Regions from separate parts of the Mus musculus genome. Here regions 1 and 2 are each linked to region 3. The links are chromatin contacts, called in public Hi-C maps. All regions are on one chromosome and are shown on one strand. Each heading gives the region's core, a stretch centred on a gene start, on an enhancer-like site or on the middle of the called end of the contact. The rest is flanking DNA. Distances are from core to core; before and after follow the strand shown.

Region 1 (2,700 bases), core at 99-2,598, 40 kb before region 3:
TTAGGTTCTTAAGACACAATTTTTGTTATAGGTTTTCTAAAATATAAGAATTTATCTTATAATTCTTTATTAGCACCACCACAGCCTTAATAGGATGTTAAAATTGTGCTTTGAGGTGAACACCACCTCTGCCTTGCCCGCCTCCGGCCTTCCTCTCAGGCAGAAGAGGCTGGAGTGGCCCAATCTGTTGTAGGCCAGAAAGCCCGAGCGAGGGCGGCAGAGAACCCAGAGTCCTAGCAGGAAAAATATGGCTACCCCGGCGGGGACAGGTGGAGGCTCATGGGGCAATGGCGAGCATGGCCCTCCCCTGAGTTTGCTACGAAGGTGCCCGCTTTCTGGTGGTCCTGCCCCGCAGCAGCTCCACATGGGCCAACAGTTGGGTGGGAGGAGAAGAAAAATGACTTTACAATAATGTTTTCTCTTGCCAAAGAATTGCTGTGGGTACAGCTAATATTTAATTACCATTGATTATAATTGATAACAATTATAAAAGCTTTCTTTATTTTTCTGCAAAGCCTCTTGTTCTTTGCCAGTTAATTTGTGTCTCACTTAATAGCACCTAACAAAATCTTAAGTTCTCCTGTGTTTAATGTAAGGTAAGGTCTTAGCCAATTAACATCTCCTGGAAGCTTTTGAAAATAAAATTTTGAAGCAAATCAATTTTTCGTTCTTAGATTTTCTGTACCACCATTTTCTATTATAACTAAAACCCTAAATATTAAAAATATATTGTCTCTGAATCTTATGGAGCAACAACTACTCCCCAGAACTTTAAAGCTCATTGTGTGAAAGCAAACATTTGAAGTAAACTTCCCTTTAGAGGCATTAGCTAATAAAATACTTTCCACTTAGGAAACAATATACACTGAAAGATTCAAACTCTTAGCTTCTTGTATTGAAGCAGAGACGCTAAGAATTTTTCTTACAAGAGGTAAGGCTATATGAGCCATACCTAGAGGGAAAATTTTCCAGTGATTACAAGCTTACTAGAAGCAAGCTCTTTACAATTTTCCAGATGCAAAGGAAAAAACAAACTCTTAAATCTATAATAACTTTACATGAAGTAGGCAACTCAAATCGCAATGTCCTGATAAATTCTACAGCCTGATTGACCTTTTATAAACTTAGAATTTAAGCTTTATTTAGAACAACATCTGGGTAGATCTGCAAAGGTGCTCTTCTAGCTAAAAGCAATTTTCCCTGAAGGCAAGGAGAGGCAAGCCTTGAGAGCTTCCTTAGGCACCGTTTGCAAGACAAAAGAAAGTCACACAAGCCATGCAGAGGCTGCTCTGGGCTTAGTTCCTCTTGCCGCGAGGACAGATTTCAGAACTTTTAAGTTTCTTCTGCAATATTAGACTATAACTACAACCCCTTGGGAAAGCAAAACCCAATTTCAAAACAATTTATCACCTTAGAATAAACATCAAAACTTCACTATCATGTTGCGAAATTTGGCTGCCAATTTATACCTATGAATGCATGACAGTGTAGATTTTAATGCTTCATGTTGTGAAATTTGGCTGCCAATTTATACCTATAAATGCATGACAGTGCAGATTTTAATGCTTCATTAAAGAGACACTGCTTTAAATCTTATCTTTAATTCTACTTTCTAGGATAAGAATCACATTAAACATTATCTCAACTAGAAGTATCCTTAGGAGGCCTAGTTTTTTGGCCTGCATTATGCCACGTATTTGAAAGACTCCAACCCTGAGTTAATAATTTACTGGAAAGCTAACTTTCCAGTAACCAGTGTTACACCTTTTTGATCAGTAAAAAACCAAATTAAGTGGCTACATGAATCTTATAAATTTAGACCAATCAAGGAATTTCAAATTTTCTAGCAATAATTATTAAAAGCACCTTGTCATTAGCTAAACGCAATAATCATGATTGCAGAGAATTTTCTTAGGAAGGAATAACTACCTGCCTATTTACCTTGAACTAAGAGGTTGTAAACTCTGTTTCTTAAAAAACTGTTTTTCCCAGCAGGAGCCCTCCTGCTGTGCCTGATCCTGGCTAAAGCATGTGACCACTCTCTTGCTGAACCAGCAGATAAAGTTTTAGCCATCTTTATTTTCCAACATGAAACACAGAACATTCAGTCATTCAGATGAGACAAAACACACATGGATTGAAAATGTGAATGGACCGGTGCACCAGACATTAGAGTAGACGTTAGACAACACAAAGAGGGCAGAGAACTTCTGATGTAGGGGCTAGAGAGAAAAAGGCAGGGCGTCCCCTGAAATTTCTCTCTGCCTCTGGGAGAGTTTCAAATTCCATTTTCTTCTATATTATTTTATTATTAAAAACCCTGTTTCTGCCGCCTGATGCAGCTCCTGTCTGTGGATATCTGCCTGATTATTTAATTTAAACTCTTTTTCCTCTCTCCTAAAGCAGTTTTTGAAAACTGCGGACAACCGCCTGATTAGCTCCTAGTTCCGAAAACTCGCTGCTGACCTAAGTGAATCCAGTGTTGGGTTAGCACTGATTCCAACTTTAGCCCATATCTTCCGTATCTCCAGCAACACTTTACCTGTTGCTTCACCGTGCCCTGATACGAATTCTCTGATTCTTTTTCTTACCGTGGAGCTCCACATGAAACAGCATTCCTTCAGCGTTTTTCTGCCACTCCTCAGGTCCCACGTTCTGATGCCAAACTGTTGGAAACCGACCCGTGGCTCACATGAACTG
Region 2 (2,700 bases), core at 28-2,527, 49 kb after region 3:
GGGGCAGGGTGTGCGGAGGGTATAGGGGACTTTTGGGATTGCATTTGAAATGTAAATGAAGAAAATATCTAATTAAAAAAAACTGCATCAGAACAGAGGAGTAGGGCTTAAAATAAAATAAAATAGTAAAAGAAAAACAAAAACAACAAAAACAACAAAAAAGGAGATGCTAGATATACAAATGAGGGGGGGAGGGGAGGGGGGAGGAGGGGAGGGGGAGGAGAGGGGGAGGGGGAGTCGGGAGACAGTTCTGGTTACATCATTTTCTCTTCCCTCTCTGTCCTCTCTGAGCTGTCTGTCTTGGTTGCACCAATCTGTCCACGTGTCAATTCATGTCTGTTTTTGTTTCATTTTCTGAATGACTGTTGTTCTATATTTCGTGTTGAAAAGAAAAAAATGATCAAAACTTTATCTGCTGGCTGTCAATCTCTTGATTCAGTCTCAGTTTGCACAGTGGAGACTGATTTAAATTGCCCCTCACCCGTAACCAGGTGTTAAGTACAGCTAGAGAAGCCCTGCTGAAAAGCTGTTTTTAAAGGGGGCCTCAAGTTCCAAGGCAAATAAGCTGATAGTTGTTGTTTTTTTTCCCTAGAAAAATCTCTGTAATTGTGATTATTCGGTTCAGCAAATGACAAAGGCTTTTTAATCTTAAAATTACAGCTAGAAAAGATAAAAAATTTTGTTTGGTCTAAGCATATAAGATTCGTGTAGCCACTTCATTTTGTTTCTGAGTGCTATTAAAGGTATACATATGTTCTGCATGTCTTGGTCAATGAATATTGGCTTATAAGTTAGTGGGTACGATTTAAAAAGTGTAATGTTAGTAACAGAAAGTTGGCTTAAAACTGGTAACTCAGGGTTGGAGTCATTTTAAACAACAACATGTGGCATGAACCAGCCCAGGAAGCCAGGCCTCTAAGGATACTCCTAAATTGGGATAATATTTTATGTGATTCTTATCCTAGAAACTAGAGTTATAAGGGATAAGGTTTAAAATATTGTCTCTTTAATGCAGCATTAAAAGTTGCACTGCCATGCACTCATATATAAGAATTGGCAGCCAAACTTCGTAATGTGAAAGTAATGATTTTGGTATTGATTTTTAAAGAGAATGGATTGTTTAAAATTGGATTTTGCTTTCCAAAGTTATGATTATTGTCTAATATTGCAAAAGAAACTTTAAAATTATGGTGAAATTGCCAGTGTTCCATTGGCTGCAGTTTGATTGCAAGCTCAGGATTCTTACCTCACCCATATTTTGTAATTAGGATGATTGCAAAAGTAATAAAAGTTAAAAACAGCCGTGGCCAGTATGGGCCTGCTGCCCCTTTTACACAAGCTTTATTGGATACAGTGGTAGAAGCAAATTTTAACCCCCCACGATTGGATAGAAGATCTCAGTGGAAATTTATTTGGTATCAAACAGGCTCCTGATGGACTGTTTCAAGGAGTTTATGGATAGGCTACTAAAAACAGCTAGTAGAAATTTTGGGGACCCTCAAGCAGGAGTTCCTTTTGTTACACAATTGTCTTATGAGAACACTAATGTAGCTTGCTGTAGCCATCCGGCCATACAAAGCAAAAACAGACTTATCTGGATCTATTCATCTTTGTGCAGAAATTGGACCCTCATACAATCCAGGTTTGGCTATGGTTGCTACCTTGCAGGGAACCATAATACAGCAATGCTTTCACAGCATCAAGGTTATAAGGAGTGGTTTAAGGATGAGGACATAAATCATTTTAGGAAAGACTGTCCAAAAGTTAGAGGCATAGACAGACAGTAAAATTGCTCCCCTGGAATCTGTCCTCATTGCAGGAGGGGTAAACATTGGGCAATATGCTCAGATTAAGAAATATTTACATTTGAATTAATGCAAAGCTCAGAGTGGCCTCAGTGAGGTGTCTTACAAACCCTGCCTATGAAAGTTTTTGAGCCTTCCCCTCACCTTGTCCCTGGGGAATTATTTTTTAAGCCCAAACAGCATTACTACAGATATATCCAGGTGTTGTTCAAAATAAAGTTCAAACTTAAGATTTATGAAAGGTCAATGAGGCTGTGGAACCTGTAGAGGCATTACAATCTGGCCTACCTGCTCCCTATAGTATTATTATGGATTTGGAGGTTTTTTTCCCCTTGCATCCTGATAATTGTAAAGGGTTTGCTTCTAGTGAGCTCTTAATCATTGGAAAGTGTTGCCTCAAGGAATGGCTAATAGCCTTACATTATGTAAAAAAAAATGTCTCTCCTTCAATACAAGAAGTTAGGACTTTGAATCTTTCATTGTATATTGTTTATTAGATGGAGAGAATTTTATTAGCTGATAACCCTGATGGAATTTTTCAACAAATCTTTGCTCTTATAAACTAACTTTAATGGGGCTCACAGCTAAACAAAGAATTCTCACCTGAGGAATACCGAATGGCTGAGTAACACCTGAAAAAATGTTCAGCATCCTTAATCATTGGGGAAATGCAAATCAAAACAACCCTGAGATTCCATCTCACACCAGTCAGAATGGCTAAGATCAAAAATCCAGGTGACAGCAGATGCTGGCGAGGATGTGGAGAAAGAGGAACACTCCTCCATTGTTGGAGGGATTGCAAGCTTCTCCAACCACTCTGGAAATCAGTCTGGCGGTTTCTCAGAAAATTGGATATAGTACTACCGGAGGATCCCGCAATACCTCTCCTGGGCAT
Region 3 (2,700 bases), core at 82-2,581:
CAATCAAATGGGTAGACCTCTCTGTGCAGCTCAGTGAGGGGACCAGGTTACATTATTGTTAAGTGGCTGGCTTGTTGTTGGCATTGGGGGGTCATGGTAGGAAATGTCTAGGGGTCCATCTCCTCCATATACAACCAGCGTGAGGGCCACAGGCATCCTAATGAAGTATAGTTGAAAGCTTGCAATCAAGGCTATATACCTTTGGCCTCTGATCATTTATTCAGGTGTAAAGTTGAAGGTAGATGGTAAAGGAATGGGAGACAGAGGAAGGAGTGGAGAGAAGAGAGAGCGAAGAGGGGAAATGAGAGAGGAGGTAGGGAAAAGGAGAGAGGAGGATGAGTAGAGGGAAAAGAGGGAGTAGCAAGGAGAGGGGAGAGAAGAGAAAGGAGGGAGGAGAGAGGCGAGATCAGAGAGTAGAAGTTTGGAGAAAGTAAGGAGATAGAAATGGGAAAAAAGGGTGCAAGGAGATAGGAAGAGGGAGGAGAGGGGAGTAGGAAGAGGGAGATGGAGAGAAAGCAGGATGAAGTGAAGAGAATTAGGCTGGGAGAGAAGACAAAAGGAGCACACAGGGAGCTGGAGAAAGCAGAGAAGGGTGTGTTGGCACTAAACCACTTGTCCCCATTGCTGTGACATGCCTACAGAGGAGCCCAGAACCTCAACAACTTGTCTGCCTTTACTCTGTACTTTACTTTCACACTGATGCAACCATTTCTATGGAAAGGCACTCAACAGTATTTTGTCCCACAATTATTTTCAGAGAAAAGAGGTTGCTCAGTTGGTATGGCAAGAGACATGGCTCAGTGAATGGGCATTCTTTGGTTCGCTAGTTGAGGGTGAAACCTGTCTGCCAGGGGATCTGTGATCTAAGAAGGAAGTGGGGTCCCAACACCCACCCCCAGGCATTGCCTTTGTGATGTGAGCAAGACAGAAGTGTCGCCTCATCCAGAGTGACTGTGCAACAGTCCTGTCTCAGCCTAGCTATCACAGCAGCATGCCACGCAAGTTCTCAAAACTTCATCCCAGTAGAGTCAGAGGAGCAGCTTCCATTTATTGTCTATGAGCAGAGACCACAGCATCTGCATCTTCCTTTGGCAAGAGAAACAGACCAGAGAGAAGATTCTGTGAACCCAGAAATGTTCCCTGATTGTAGCCTAGTATCTCATCCAAAGCCCTTGCCTCAGCCACACACATGTTGTAGGCCATAGCTAGTACCATACAGTCCTGGGACAGTGCCTTTTCTGTCCCTGGAGTCAAGGAATCCCGGGCATTACCTGCAGAGCCTCTGTGATAGCTGACTCCTGATGTTCAGGGTTGTTGGCTTGCCTGGCATCTCCCCAGTGAACAGTGATGCCTATTTATTCCTCCCAAGGGCTCCTCCCTCCTCTTAGGAAATGTTGGCATGGACAAGTTGTGCCCTGTGTTCGGTTTACAATTCGTCAGACAAGAAGATTCCTGGTAATATGGATTTGTAGTCTCTATCAGAACTGCCTCCTGATGGGGCAATTCCCAACTCTTCTCTGTACAAGCCCATTGGATCTCCTGGGTATGTATTTTGTTTGTCAAATGTTTCAAAGACAATGTGGAAAGGGGAAGAAGTCAGAAGCAAAACCAGAATGCATGATCTCTACCCTACTGTACTGGCTAGTTTTGTGTCAACTTGACACAGCTGGAGTTATCACAGAGAAAGGAGCTTCAGTTGAGGAAATGCCTCAAGGAGATCCAACTCTAAGGCATTTTCTCAATTAGTGATCAAGGGGGAAAGGCCCCTTGTGGGTGGGACCATTTCTGGGCTGGGAGTCTTGGGTTCTATAAGAGTGCAAGCTGAGCAAGCCTGGGAAGCAAGCCAGTGTAGAACATCCCTCCATGGCCTATGCATCAGCTCCTGCTTCCTGACCTGCTTGAGTTCCAGTCTTGACTTCCTTTGGTGATGAACAGCAGTATGGAAGTGTAAGCTGAATAAACCCTTTTCTTGCCAACTTGCTTCTTGGTCATGATGTTTGTGCAGGAATAGAAACGCTGACTAAGACACCTACTTTTCACCAACGAGGGCTGCAGCTTTATAGTCTAAGTCATTTAAAAATGAACACTGAATACTAACTAAAAAAAATCAGTAGCCCTCCTTTATACAAATATTAAGTGGAAGAACTGAGAGCAAACATCCTGCACAATAGCCACAAGTAACATCAAATATCTTGGTTTAACTCCAACCAGGCAAGGAAACATCCTGCAGGACAAGAGGTTCTACTGTCTGAGGAAAGAAATTGAGGAAGATATTAGAATATGGCAAGATATCCATGCTCATGGATTGGTAGGATTAGCCTAGTAAAAATAGACATTCTAACAAGAGCAGTCTACTGATTCAGTGAAATTCCCATTAAAGTTCCAACACAATTCTTTACAGGCCTTGAAAGAGCATTTCTCAACTTCATATGGAAAAACAAAACACCCAGGATAGGTAAAAAAAATCTTGTATAATAAAAGAACTTCTATATCTGTACCACCATCCCTGGTTTCAAGCTGTACTACAGAGCAATAGTAATAAACCCCCATGGTATTGGCATGAAGACAGGCATGTTGATCAATGGAATAGAACTGAGTGATCTAGGAGAACCCATTGAGCAAAGCAAAGGTTTGGTTTGACTCACAGTTTCAAAGTCTACAGTTCAGGGTCTGCTGGCTCCAGTTCTGTTCTAGGTCTAT

What was found. A called contact is a pair of places that touch in the nucleus more often than the background predicts.
Region 1: a contact with region 3 is called in a Hi-C map of liver, with 1.6 times the contacts expected there. The contact joins the enhancer-like site here to the promoter of Serpina3k in region 3. A contact is called at or near these places in 1 of 39 promoter capture datasets (macrophages), 37 of 484 Hi-C or Micro-C datasets (the AML12 cell line, the G1E-ER4 cell line, beige adipocytes and 14 more), 6 of 115 datasets of contacts at active chromatin or transcription factors (embryonic stem cells, hepatocytes and vascular smooth muscle cells) and 3 of 9 other capture datasets (adipose tissue, embryonic stem cells and pancreatic islet).
Region 2: a Hi-C map of liver shows a contact between it and region 3, with 5 times the contacts expected there. The contact joins the enhancer-like site here to the promoter of Serpina3k in region 3. A contact is called at or near these places in 7 of 39 promoter capture datasets (the 3T3-L1 cell line, the SN4741 cell line, cranial neural crest and 3 more), 5 of 484 Hi-C or Micro-C datasets (all in liver), 1 of 115 datasets of contacts at active chromatin or transcription factors (double positive thymocytes) and 1 of 9 other capture datasets (liver).

Annotation. Positions count from the first base shown.
Region 1 is chr12:104,377,564-104,380,263 of GRCm38.p6, reverse strand. No RefSeq gene overlaps it. Among named protein-coding and RNA genes, the nearest start is that of Serpina3m, 8.2 kb to the left of the region's middle. Within about 2 kb of position 1,348, at least 3 of the 459 cell types and tissues checked have an H3K27ac peak or open chromatin away from gene starts, as enhancers often do. A contact at or near this core is called in hepatocytes and liver, where this site is marked.
Region 2 is chr12:104,287,683-104,290,382 of GRCm38.p6, reverse strand. No RefSeq gene overlaps it. Among named protein-coding and RNA genes, the nearest start is that of Gm51267, 20 kb to the right of the region's middle. Within about 2 kb of position 1,277, at least 5 of the 459 cell types and tissues checked have an H3K27ac peak or open chromatin away from gene starts, as enhancers often do. A contact at or near this core is called in liver, where this site is marked.
Region 3 is chr12:104,337,117-104,339,816 of GRCm38.p6, reverse strand. Serpina3k (serine (or cysteine) peptidase inhibitor, clade A, member 3K) reads right to left here and starts at 1,331. Exons shown (of 5, transcript NM_011458.2): 1 at 1,272-1,331.